Regions from separate parts of the Mus musculus genome. Here region 1 is linked to region 2. The links are chromatin contacts, called in public capture Hi-C maps. All regions are on one chromosome and are shown on one strand. The core of a region is the stretch at or near the end of the contact, and the rest is flanking DNA. Distances in the headings are between cores, read along the strand shown.

The links. Capture Hi-C pulls out chosen DNA fragments and counts their contacts.
Region 1: a capture Hi-C map of embryonic stem cells shows a contact between it and region 2, with 2.4 times the contacts expected there. The contact joins two enhancer-like sites. A contact is called at or near these places in 2 of 115 datasets of contacts at active chromatin or transcription factors (astrocytes and embryonic stem cells) and 3 of 9 other capture datasets (adipose tissue, embryonic stem cells and liver).

Annotation. Positions count from the first base shown.
Region 1 is chr7:81,331,257-81,337,894 of GRCm38.p6, forward strand. Pde8a (phosphodiesterase 8A) reads left to right here. Exons shown (of 22, transcript NM_008803.3): 21 at 1,614-1,743; 22 at 2,160-3,279. The coding sequence ends at 2,266. Among named protein-coding and RNA genes, the nearest start is that of Rps17, 11 kb to the right of the region's middle. Within about 2 kb of position 4,700, at least 49 of the 459 cell types and tissues checked have an H3K27ac peak or open chromatin away from gene starts, as enhancers often do. A contact at or near this core is called in embryonic stem cells, where this site is marked.
Region 2 is chr7:81,015,026-81,022,251 of GRCm38.p6, forward strand. The region is part of intron 2 of Zfp592 (zinc finger protein 592); the gene reads left to right. Among named protein-coding and RNA genes, the nearest start is that of Zfp592, 25 kb to the left of the region's middle. Within about 2 kb of position 5,181, at least 7 of the 459 cell types and tissues checked have an H3K27ac peak or open chromatin away from gene starts, as enhancers often do. A contact at or near this core is called in embryonic stem cells, where this site is marked.

The DNA.
Region 1 (6,638 bases), core at 3,450-5,949, 320 kb after region 2:
AGAAATAAGTAAATATTTCAGTAGCCATTTCATAAAACATAGTATGAGTTGCAAATAATTACATGAAGAAGTACCTTGCATCATCAGAGAAATTTTAAAAAGTGAAATTGTAGCACATACCAGAAGAAAGGTTTAAATTGAAACTACTGAGGCCAGCTGTGGCCCTGTGCAAATGGGATCCCAGCACTTTGGAGCTGGAGGCCAGGAGGATTAGGAGTTCAAGGTCATGTCAGTGGCAAACTGAGTCCCATTATAATCTGAGCTAGAAATTAAATCCTGTATTAAAACAACACACACACACACACCCCAGAACACCTAACAACATGAACTGTTGATGACAGGCGTGGAACAGATATCAAAAGCTGCAGAAAAAGCGCAGCTGCCACTTTGGTGACCAGATGAACAAACTCTTTTGTCGTGACTTAAGATTTACCCTTTCGGGGTATACAGAACTGTTTTTTGTTTTTGTTTTTTCCTTTTTGAGATAGGGCGTCACTATTAACATTGTAGGCTGGCATTAAAGCTTCCTGCTTTCCACGTAATTAAACTACACATGTGCCACCACCCCAGCCTGGTGTGACCTCCATTACCCAAGGCTGACCCTCCTGACCACCATGCTCCATTTATCTGATTCTGGGGATTGAATCCAGGGCCTTGTGTGCTAAGCAATTGCTCAGCCATCCAAGCCGTAAACCCTTAGACCTGCCTTACTTGGTAGCTCAGGCTGTCCTGGAACTAAGTAGCCAAGCCGTGAACTCGGAGTCCCCTCTGAGGACTGAGGCCTTAGCCCCACCCTCCCGCCTCTGCATTCTGTACCACAGTGCAGTGAAGCAAGCCCGAACTCAGGAAACCCAGTCATGCCCAACTCCTCCCACATGCTCAATTTGTACCAGTATCTTGGCTGGAATTTTCTTTATCAATCTCTACGTGGATATTGGTTTGTAGGGTTTGTTTTCGGGGTCTGTCTGTCTGTTATTAGGCTTTCTAAGGTGAATGAGAAATGCTCTCTCTGTGATTTTATTTTGTTTTTTTAATTTTGAAGAGTTTGAGAAAGATTGTTGATTTTACAAACTCTTGTTAGACTTTACAGGTGAGGCAGTCTCCTGCCTTCTCTCCACTGGGAGGTTTTAGGACCAGTGAAGTCTCCTTACTAGTTAGTAGTAGTTACTAGTTAGTAGTAGTTACTGGTTAGTAGTAGTTACTAGTTAGTAGTAGTTACTGGTTAGTAGTAGTTACTGGTTAGTAGGTCTGTTTATAGTGTGTCCAACAAGGCAGCACTGTCATAGCTGAGGCCCATCCAGGGACAGGGCCATGTTTCTGCTCACATATGGCACCAGTGTGGGCACATTGGGCATTTGTGGCTAGGAGGATGTTGGGTAGCGAGTGACAGGACCTGAGAGACATTAGCAAGGAAGCTTCCAGCTATGAAAATGTTTGGGGTGTCCTCAGGGTTCTCACTCTGGGACCAGCTTGCTGTCTGGCAGATCTGGTTTGCCTGGCTGGTGCTACACTGGGCTCTCAAGCCAGCCTGTGGGGTTCTCAGGTACTTGGGTGGGGCTGCTCCAAGGCAGGCCAGGACTCCTATCTGAGACCACTGGTGTTCTGCCTCACAGACTGATGAAGAGAAACAGCTGGACTTGCCTGTGGTGATGCCCGTGTTTGACAGAAACACCTGCAGCATTCCCAAGTCTCAGATCTCCTTCATCGATTACTTCATCACAGACATGTTTGATGCCTGGGATGGTAAGGAGCCAGCCCAGCACTTCTTCCTTAAGAGTCACCACTAGTTAGGAAGAAGCATGTGGGGTTTAGACTTTCAGGATGGAATGGAGAGAAAGTAGTCATTCCGGAGGGTTGGTACCCAGAAGAGGGTCCGAAGGCTGTCCCCAGCTCCTGTGCCTTGAGGGCTGTGCTCCTCCAGAGGAGGAGTTGCAGAGCCTGCAGACAGGGGTGGGCTGAGAAGAGGTTTCCCTGTACTCCACAGTCCTCCCAGACTTTGGCATCACTGCCAGCTCCCTTCTGTCCCTCGTAAAATGCTGGGACAGGGCAGAGCTCTGTGGTAGATAGTCCAAGTTCCATTCCTAGAAAGAAAATGAGGAAGCTGGAACCTTTCATAAAGAAAGGCTGTGAAGACACTGCATCCCTGTTTCTCTCGCCAGCCTTCGTTGACCTGCCTAACCTTATGCAGCACCTAGATGACAACTTCAGGTACTGGAAAGGACTGGATGAGAAGAAGCTTCGAAGCCTCCGCCCCCCTCCAGAGTAGCGTGATGTACACGCCTGGCCTGTGGCTGTCCTGCCTGGTCTCTGCAGTTTCTTAGCCCTTTCACTGTTAGCCAGAGCTGCCCCCTCATCTGCAGAGCCTTTGAAAGCCCATGGGATGCCCACCTTCTGTGACCACATCTACACCATAGCTTGCTGCAAGGCTCTTTAGTGAGGCCCCCAAGAGCTGTGGTTTGTATCGACTCTGGACTCTGTGTTACCACAGCCCTGGGAACCCTGCAGAGGTGACCATGGCTCTCCTAGCAGTGACCATGTGCCTGCAGAGCAGCATCTGGGGAGGTGTGGTTGCAGGTTGTGGAACACTGCTGCAAGGGACGTCTCTCTTAAGTCCACTAGCAAACGAGGCAGACATTTAAGGTTGATTCTCCCGATTATTACATGTTTTATTTATTTTATTAGACATTTGATATTTTCTATGAATTTAAAAATACTTCAAAGCCAATTTCAGATGCCTTGACCAAATTCATGACTTGTGTGTGCGTGATTTGGTTACAGACCTATTTTCATAAATGCAGATTTATAAGTTTAAAATGATGCATTTTTCCCACACTATGGAATATGTTAAACCCTCCTCTTTGATGTTAGTGGGGAAGGCTTTATGTAGTGGGTCTCACTCTAGTGTGTAACAGAGAAGCCACGTCTGCAGACAAGCTCTGAGCAGCTGCTGTCAGGAGTTTTACAGGTGCCTTCTCAGAGAAAAATTGGATTTGACCATTTTTTTTCCCTAAAATTTTATAATTGAATTTCTAAAAGCCTGCCTCATTTTATACCATTTCTATAAAATATGCCCTGCAAAGCAAACCTGGGTACCTAGCAGCTGATATTTTACAACTAACATGGGGTATTTGAGTCTAGAAATATAAAGGGTCTATCTCCTCACATTTTGAATAAGCATAATACTATAAAGATGATATTCAATGACATGTCGAAATGTTAGTTTCATTTTAAACTTGTATTTTTTTCTGGATGAAATTAAACTATTTGTTTTTAAGAAGTTATTTGTTGCCATTTCTTTGTATTGCCTAATAAGTACTCTTTCTAAATTTGGGATAGACAACTCTTTTGTAGAACAAACTGGAAGCTAAACAACTTTGTAAGGTCTGGTGGAGCCAGAATATATGATGGCTCTTCAGTTTGACCACAGACTCCACTGTAGAGAAGAACACGGGCTCTTTGTCCTGCATGAAGATGCCTGACCTAAGATAACATCGAGGAAGAGACATCTTACCCCCTCCCAGTGCCGTGAAGAAGAGGAGGCTGGTGCTTCACCATGAGCACGCCTAACATTTTTAGAGCTAAAAGAAGCTATAAGAATTACAAGGTAAGCCGGACGTAGTGGCGCACGCCTTTAATCCCAGCACTCGGGAGGCAGAGGCAGGTAGATTTCTGAGTTCGAGGCCAGCCTGGTCTACAGAGTAAGTTCCAGGACAACCAGAGCTACACAGAGAAACCCTGTCTCAAAAAAAAAAATTTACAAGGTAGACAAGATGGTCTTTAAAGGAAAAGAAACACACCAAACTTCTAGACCAGTGGTCTTCAGTCTTCCTAACACTGCGACCCTTTAATATACGACTGGCTGTAACTAAAGAATAAACGAAAGCCAGGCGTTGCTGAGTGACAACACAGAGGTGCGCAGCTCCACACCTGCTAAGCCCAGAGAAGGAGGTGATGTTCTCAACTGTCACGAGGAGAACAGGACAGAGAGCAAAGGGAAGAGGCGCTGGGCAAGGCAAGGTTGGAGCCTGGTCCCATTTGACAGACCCAGCGTAGGATTTAAAGGGTACTCTGAATCCCAGGTAGCACATACAGGTTGTCAGCTTTCCATTATACTGACAAATGCCTGAGACAAAAGGAGAGGGAGGCTTCAGGCCGTGGCATCTGGGCTGTGGTGGGACATTGGGTGTGGAACTGAATGAGAGTGGAGGAGAGTCCCACCATGTTCTTTTGGACATGCCTCTCCAAGCCAGATGACCCCCACTCGAAAGTTCCTACCACCTCCCAAAGGTCCCACACCGGAAAGTAAGCCTTTAAGCCTTGTCACTTTGAGACCCCCAGACTACAGCAATGCATAAAGCAAGACAGATCCCTTGCAGTGGACGTAGACATTGCCACTGGGAGCTTCAGTGGCCAAAAGACAAAGGAACCCCCCCCCCCACCAGACCCACTTAGCTAGGCTGGCATTCAAAAGGGAAGATCATGTAACTCAGACAAGTTCACTACAGATGCCCTTTAGAGGTCAGATCAGCAAGAGGGGTAAACTTCTGGACAAAAGTAGCCATGGGGGGGCGGTGAGGCTGGTGGAGAGGGAGAGAGAGGAGAAAAGGAGCAAGAAGCTTCAAAGAGGCAGCTGCTGGAAGGGCGGTGAGTCACAGAGAAGCCTGTTCCCTGGTGGCAGCAGAAACAATGGCCGGGAATGGAGCGCCATCAGCTCACACAGCCAGGAAGAGACTGAATCCGTGTGTAACAATTGTCTCATCCTGCTGTGCCCAGAGGAAACTTGAGGCCACTCACAACTGTCACACCGGAGGTTGTGCAGTCTGTTCTATGGTTTCAAGTCAGAAAGGAAAGACTCCAAGGAAAGCAAGCTTCCCGACCATCACCCTCCAGAAAGCTCTGCATCCCACAGTCGCGGTGTCCCAGGGAAGGCGCGCATCCCTGGGTCCTTCCTGCCTGCCTGGCTGCTCCGCGCCACCCTTCCAGCTTCCTCTAGCCCCACTGCTCCTCAGCCTCCAACCCCACCTGCAAAGCGGGGTTCCTGGCCGGTGGAGGGAGCCCTGTTTAGAAGGGAGGACGCAAACTCAGTCGCCAAGAAGCAATAGCATCCAGTCAAGGGCCAAGAACAGCACTGTGAGTGGAACAGCGTGGGAGGGTCAGGGCACATCAAGGCTCTGTGCTATTGTCCAGGAGAGAGTGGAAATTATATAGCTAGAGGGTAGACTGAACAGGCTTTCTAAAAATAGGGTTAGGGGCTAGAAAATGGCTTGGCGGCCAAGGCACATTGCTCTTCCAGAGACAGGATTTAGTTCGCAGCACCGACAACCACCAGTAATTCCAGGGGCTCTGGCGCCCTCTTCTGGACTCCACGAACACGTGAGTACTCTTCCAGGAGCACACATAAATAAAGAGGGGTAACTGTTTCGTATATCTGAGGACAGGAAGACAAAAATAATTTGGGGTGGGGCTGGGGGTGGGTGGGTAGGGAGATGGTTCTTGTGAACGGAAACTCTTGAAAAGGGGCAGTGTCTGCAGAGACTGACTGGGAGAACTTCAGTCCTGTTGGGAGTCTGGAATGCTGCAGGTCCCATCCCGATACAGTTCCAACCTCAAAACAGCCATTCCTTGTCCTCGTGTGTCAGAGCTAACACAGGGCACTAATCCTGTGACTAAGAGAAAAACCTTCTAGAATCCACTGACTTAGCGGGCCACTGGCTTCCACCAACTCGAAAGCTTGGATGTCATGGGACAGCATCCCGGGCCTGGGTGAAGACTTCCCCATCTCACTGTGCCTGTTCTTTGATGTATTAGCCCTGATTTCTGACTTTATTCTGTAAAACCATAAAAATTTCATTATACTGCCAGGTGTGGTGGCGCACGCCTTTAATGCCAGCACTCGGGAGGCAGAGACAGGCGGATTTCTAAGTTCAAGGCCAGCCTGGTCTACAAAGTACTCACTGAGTTCCAGGACACCCAGGGCTATACAGAGAAACCCTGTCTCGAAAAACCAAACCAAACCAAACCAAAAAAACTTCATTAAACTGCTTCCACAGTGAAACATGGAATTTGGAATAATCTACTGTGTTCCCAGACCATGGTCACTCAAAAGGGCTCTAGAATAATAAACTAACTCTTGTTCTCTTAAGATGGTGTGTGTGTGGTACAAGCCTGGGACACACGCGCATGCACACACACAGGCAAGGGAAAAGCACTTGCGGGCTGGTGAGATGGCTCAGTGGTTAAGAGCACTGACTGCTCTTCTGAATGTCCTGAGTTCAATTCCCAGCAACCACATGGTGGCTCACAACCATCTCTAATGAGATCTGACGCCCTCTTATGGAGTGTCTGAAGACAGCTACAGTGTACTTAAATATAATAAATAAATAAATCTTTTAAAATGTTAAAAAAAAAAAGAAAGAAAAGAAAAAGGAAAGGAAAGAAAAGCACTTGCAAATGTATAATTCTAAAGTTGGGACTCCCGACCCACGGGTCTGGGCCTGCCTGTAATCCCAGCAAGAAGCAGGGCAAGCCGCTAGCCCAATCGCCTACAGCAGCTCCAGATTCAAGGAGAAACCTTGTCTCAATAGACAGTGCTGAGAGCAATGGAGGAAGGCTCCTAACTTCAACCTCAAGTCAGTGCA
Region 2 (7,226 bases), core at 3,931-6,430:
AGCAGCATTTGACTGTTATGTTGATTGTGGCTATTACAGGCTAGGCAGAATCCAGGCCATGGTGGGAATCGAGGAAAGGTGATGCTGTTGCTAGTAGTGAGAAATGGCCGGATTTGGATGTATCTTAAAAGTACCTTGCATGGTATTTGCTTGTGGGTTAGGTGGGAGTTATGACAATAGATAGATAGATAGATAGATAGATAGATAGATAGATAGATAAAATATTGGCCTCAGCACATGGAAGGTTGGCAGTGTCGTTTTCTGAGTAAGGATGTGTGTAAGAGGAAATCAAAAGTTGTTATTGGGTCTATTAGATGTGAGGTGTCTGTCAGACATCCAAGTATAGTGCCAAGTCTAAAAGTGCCAATTAATAATTTAATGAGTTCCTACCGAGGGCTTGTAAAGGCAGGAAAGCAAACACGCTACTGAAAACAACTGTAATAATGGCAGAGAATTCTGCCCTGAGAGACAGTAAGTAAAGCAGAGGGACTGGGGTGACTTGTGTAGAACCCCATGGGTGCCTTCAGTATGTCCGACCCTCAGCTTTGTGTCCCCATAAGCACAAGCCTTTGTAACCTGTGCATAAACTCCCTTCTCTGAGTTCTAGTTTTTTATGCATTAAATCAAGAGTTGGACTAGCACAATGTTCTAGAAACTAGGAAGCTTTGACCCAGACCTCTTGAGTCAGAATTGCTGTGCCTGGAGGCTGAGCATCTGTTTCAGTTGTTTGCATGTTGTTAATATTACTACTACTATTATTATTTTTCATGCCTTACATTTTATTTATTTGTGTGTGTATGTGCACACATGCCATGGTACATGTGTGGAAGGAATAGAACAACTTGTAGGAGTTGTTCCTCCCCTTCCATCATGTGGGTTCTGGGGCTTGAACTCTGGGCCTTGAGTTTGGTCGTTGGTGCCTTTACCTGCTCAGTTGTTTTGCTGGCCCCTGTTAATTTTACACTTTTCAGGCAGAGCAGCAGCAGTCTACAGTGGCTTTTGGAGGTCCTCTTCAATATTTACATCCTGTGTAATGCCTATGCCTGCCATAGAACTCTGTCTTGTCTGTTTCTTGTCTACTAATCTAAGGCTGAGACTCCTTGGGCTTTTTTTCTTTTTTTAAATTGGTTGAACAACAGGTGTCTCATGAATGAAACAGCCAGTCATTCAGAACATGTGATTTGGGGTCACCTGACCTGTAAGCAATCTAGATTATGTCCAGGAGAGTTGTAGCATGTATATGGAAGGGTCTTTTTTATCTACCTTAGGAGTCAGTACTTACATAGGAATTTATTAGATGCACATAAGAGCTGAGCAAATTTAGGTAGACCAGGCTGGCCTTGAACTCATAGATCCACCTGCCTCTGCCTCCTGAGTTCTGAGATTAAAGGCATGCTCCACCACAGCCTGGCTCAAATTTGTTGTATTTATTTAGTGTATGCGTGCTTGGGCACTTAGCGTGCATGTACAGGTCAGGAGACAACTTGTGGGTATAGCTTCTGTGGGTCCTAAGAATAAAGTCAAGGTTGTTAAGCATGATAGCAAGTGTCCTAACCTGCTGAGCCATCTTACCAGACCTGAAATTGTTGTTGAAACTATTTAATTTCAATCGAGGGTTTCTACCCTGTATTTGATCATTCAGTTCCCAGGCAAAACAAAAAAACAAAACACACACACACACACCTTTTATTTTTATAATAAGCCTTAATCAACACTAGAGTTGGGCAGATATCTACCCTCTATACCATTATAATCTAATTCCTCATCAATAACCCTGAATTATAACTTGCTATGTTCTATCTGGACTGCTCTTCACTCCATTTGGCCAGCTCTCAGTTCCAGCTGGGTAGCTCTCGTGGCCATGTATTCATAACTTACTCCTTGGCTGCTTCCTCCTCTCTTTGTTTTCCCCCCTCTTGGTTTTCTCAGACCCCAAGCCTGGGAACCCAAGAACCCCACCTATCTCTCTTCTGCCCAGCTATTGGCCATAGGCATCTTTATTCACCAGTCAGGGTTAACTTGGGGGGCAAAGTTACATAGCTTCATTTGGGTGTGTCACTTGGATATAGGCAGATTCTTTCATCCCTGTGTGTAACCAGGCCTTGGGGGCCAGTATTTACCATTACAATACAAGCAAAAGACCAAACCTCTACAAGAAATGTTTTTGTTTTTGTTTTTAATTTGAATATTTTGATGCAAAGGGAAGAAAAAACTCCATATATTCAATGTCAAGTCTTAGCTATTTAGAGCTTTTCTTTTTCTTTCTTTCTGTTTCCTCTGTATTTAAATGTTTGTTTTAACACACACACACACACACACACACACACACACACGTATATATGGCTTTTTGTGTGTGTGTATTCAGGTACATGCTAGGTATGTCCTCTTCTGTTCAGGTACTTAGCCCTGTGTATGTTTTACCTCTATAATAACTTGAATGTATTTTCTGACTATTGAGTCATCTCATAGTTGTCTACATTTTTTTTAAAAGCAAAATACTGCTCTTTTCTGTTATTTGGATGAACAAGCTTCCACTTTTGTTATAGACCCTTCTTTCCCCCCAAATCTTTATTTCTCTAAAATTCCATGGTTATAATCTCTGCCTTCCATTCTCCAGTCTGTTTTGTGTGTGCACATGTGCATGTTTGGCTGCAAGCACCTTTACCCATTGAATCATTTTGGTGGCCCTTCCCTCGTATGTGTTTTGTAATTTCACTCTGATTTCTCAGGACCGTTTCCTGCACTGGTATACCTTTTCTTCTTTTCTCCCTTTCCCTTCCATGTCTGTTGTAGTACTGGAGATTGAATTAGGGCTTTGCACATGCTAGGCAAATGTTTTACCACTGAATACCACCCTAAGCCCGTTTTCTGCTTTTTATTTTGAGATAAAGCCTTACTAAGTTGCCTGGGCAAGCCTTGAATGTGCAATGAAAAAGCGATGCTGTGTTTTAAGGGGCTATTCTAAACTGATATCTAGTTGTCTTAACTAGGGTTTCTTTTTTTGTATGTTTGTTTTTTGTTTTTTGAGACAGGGTTTCTTGTATAGCCCTGGCTGTCCTAGAACTCACTTTGTAGACCAGGCTGGCCTCAAACTCAGAAATCCTCCTGCCTCTGCCTCCCGAGTGCTGGGATTAAAGGCGTGCGCCACCACGCCCTTTCTTTTTCTGTGATAAATACCATGACCAAAAGCAACGTGAGGAAGAAAGGGTTTATTTCATCTTCTAGCTTATGAGTCTATCATAGAAGGAAGGCAGGGCAAGAACCGATACAGAGGCCATGGAAGAGCGCTGCTGGCTGCCTTGCTTCTTATGGCTTGCTCAGCCTGCTTTCTTAGGACACCCAGGACCAGCAGCCCAGGGATGACACCATCCGTAGTGAGCTGGCCCTCCTACATCAATCGTCAGTCAAGAAAACCAATTACACGCTTGCCCATACGCCAATCTAGTGGGGCAGTTTCTCAGTTGAGGTGCTCTCTCCTATAATAGTCTTGCTTGTACCAAGTTCACATGAAGCTAGTCAGTACAGCTGACCTCTTTATATATGAACAGCATTGTTTAAATTCATTATTCTAAATATATAATGTGAGATCATGGTTCAAAAAAATCAAGGTTTTGTCCCTTTTTTTTATTGTTGTTTTCTAGGTTAATAATTTCTGAGAATTCAGTCCATGATCAGTTTGCCTTGTTGCTTTGGGCCTGAGACAAAGCAACATAACTTGATTGAGGAAACTTGTGGTAGAGTAACTGATCTCATGGCCTCTGTGAAACAAAAATGGGCTAGGAATGAAATATCCCCTTCAAAAGTGCCTCTAGTCTGACTTCCTTCTCCTAAGCGTCATCACCGTTCAGTACAGCCATGGTTGCTAACCAAGCTTTCAAAATGCCAATCCTTGGGAGATATTTAAGATCCAAAGCATAGCAGATAATCCCATGGGTTGAGATCCATCATTTTAGGGAACTTATGAAAGCATTAAACTTGATACTAGAATTGGTCAGTGAGTTAACATCTTTTTATTTTTTTTGTAGTTATCTAGAAATGACAGTCACATCCATGTGCACAAATGGACATGTATGTATCCATATGGTGTATATTCACTCAGATCCTATGGTGTTCAGTTGCTATGTTTTAATGTAGGATTTTGCTAAAGGCAAGAAATTCTACCTTCTAATTTTGCTATAGTCGTATAAAATTATATATTATTTTTATCTTTTAAAGAATTCTAATTGGTCAGTTACACTTGGTGAGAATCCATTCAAAATTAAGATGTTTTTTATTCCTTACTAAAGTATTTGGTAAAAGTTCCTAGAAAAACTAGTAGATCCTAGAGGAAGTTGTAATTGTAGTTTTTGCTTATGTATTGTTAAATTGCTCTTCTAACAGGTCACATAAATTATTACTTATATATGATTTTTACCAAAACTCTGTAACACTTGGGAGTATTACTTTATTTATTTATTTATTTATTTATTTATTTATTGAGACATGGTTTCTCTGTGTAGTCTTGGCTGTCCCAGAACTCACTCTGTAGATAGACCATGCTGGGTTTGACTTAAGATCTGTCTCTGCTTCTAGAATTCTGGGATTAAAGTGCGACACCACTGCCCTGCTAAGAAAGAGAACTGTGAAGCAAGCTCTCCTGTAGCGCTCAGGCTGACCTCAGACATAACTGCAACTGGCCTTGACCTCCTGACCCTCCAGCTTCCACCCACCCACCACACCTATCTTTGTTTTGTTTTTTCTGAGACAGGGTTTCTCTGTGTGGCCCTGGCTGTCCTGGAACTCACTTTGTAGACCAGGCTGGCCTCGAACTCAGAAATCTACCTGCCTCTGCCTCCAGGTGCTGGGATTAAAGGCATGCGCCACCATGCCCGCAGTTTTGTTATTTTTTGAGATGAAGTCTTGCTATAGCTCAGGCTAGCCTTCTCTTAATCTCCTACCTCAGCCTTCCCGAGAGGTGAGACTGTAGGTACACACTAGCACTCCTGTACTAGCTAACTGACTTCTAGCAAATATATTTTATGTCTGATCATTTTCTGCAAACCCATGACGAATTCCTGTGGGAGAACTGAAGCGGAAACTTAAGGGTTTTTTAGAAAGTCATTTGTGTTGGATGGTGTTTGCTGGGGCAAACATGTGAAGAAATGTTTAGTTAGAATGGACTCAGATGAAAGGCTAAGACACTTGTGAAAGAATGTTTCACTAACACAGACAGGTAAAATGATGTTTTACTAAAACAAGCATGCAGAAGGACATATGATGAAAGATTCTTTGCTATCAACAGGCACATATTGTTCTACCTTACATTACATAGTTGAACTATGTTTGTAAAAACATACCAAAAAACCTTTGGTGGTGTGCTACAGTTTCTTACTACTTCCTTGGACTCGGGTTGATTGGCAGAGTGAAGTCAGCCGAAACAAGTCACATGCTGAGACAAGGGGGAATATGAAAAGGACAAACATGGGGGGCGGATCCTGGCTTACTTAGGTAGCGGACGCTTGTCGCTCTCACGTCTTCACTGATCTGTGCTCCCTCAGTGAAGGGAGGCAGAGCAGAGAACTTTCCTGGCGTTCTTATTGGCGCTGGTCCCTCCTGCTGACTCTAGCCGAGGCTGAGGCCTGGCTATTCCTGCTAGGTCTTGCCACCGTTGGTGCTAACCCCACTCTACCAAACTGGACTGCTAATATTTCAGTTAAGTGTTTACGAGTGGATCGAGCTGCTGCTGCTAACCTGTGAACTAAACTGCCAATTTTCAGACAACACAGACTGGAGTTGTTTCAAAGAACCATTTCTAAACAGGTCTACCTTTCCTGTATCCTTTCTTTTCCACTACCTTTAGTGGGTGGTGGACTAAAAGTTAGTGTTTCAAAACCATCATTAAAAATAGTCATTAAAGTCGGGCGTGGTGGCACACACCTTTAATCCCAGCACTTGGGAGGCAGAAGCAGGTGGATTTCTGAGTTCAAGGTCAGCCTGGTCTACAGAGTGAGTTCCAGGACAGCCAGGGCTACACAGAGAAACCCTGTCTTGAAAAACAAAACAAAACAAAACAACCAATAAATAAATAAATAAATAAATAAATAAATAAATAAATAAAACCACAAAAAATTGCCATTAAAAAATTAAAGTTATAGAGAATATTACTTACTCTGATGTAATAACTCTTCATCAAACCCTTGTCCTTTTCTGAAGGACACTGGGCTCCAGCAAATGGTTTACTCCCGACCATTGTGTGCTTTTCCCCAGCACTGCAGGACCAATCGGTCCCACCTTTCTTCAGCTTTCTCCCCTTAGGCATTGAAAGGCAGGAAGAAATGGAGGGAGGAAGCGTCTGAAGCAAAGGTCCCAAAGCATTTCTTCGTAGTTATGCTGCCCTGCACATCAGTTCGCTTGGCAGTCGGATGCTGGGATCTGCCTGTTGTTTAAGGACTCCAGCACCTAGTCCAGGAGACAAATATCTGTTCAATTGAAAACTTTAATCTCATTCCAGTGAGGCAGTCTGCTGACCCTGATTAAATAATTGCTATTTTATTTATCCATAACTGGATATCTTCCCAAGGGTAGGGAATATACTTTCTTCATTTCCATGAGAACTCCTAGGCAGGGAGATATGCTTTGTGGAGGTTTGGAGTGTGGGTGGTTGTGATGTGAAAAAGCAAACCTGCAAACCTGTTGATATCAGGGCCTGGTAACAGATCATGCTGCCTGCCTCCCTTGTGGTTCTAGTCCCTCTCTTCTTTTTCTCTTCTTTTTAAATTTTATAGAAGGAACTTATTAGTGCAGCAGATGTTCACTAACTAAAATAACTTGTTAGTAATTTCATTACCCTAAACAGTTTTCTTTTCAATGATAGCTTCAACAAATACTTAATGTTATAATATATTGTTATCATGTGATGATACTTTTGCATTAGTCTTTTTTCAGTTACAGATAATTTTCTTTGTTGCTATGTAGATTATCAACCATGTTTTGTTGATTAAGTAATAGTCAAATATTTACCCATTCTCCTAGGTATTAGTCTAGGCCTTGAATCTTCTATGTAAGAAAGGATAACCTTGACCTTCTGATCTTCCTGCCTCACATGACCCTCCCACTTACTGTGGTCCTGGAGTCTCTAGATGCAGGCAGCCAGATAGAAGGATCCATCCCCTCAGCCTTGAGGTCAGTTCTCTAAGACTATAGATGGTATAGCTTTATCTTATGATATTTTCTATTTCTATCTTATT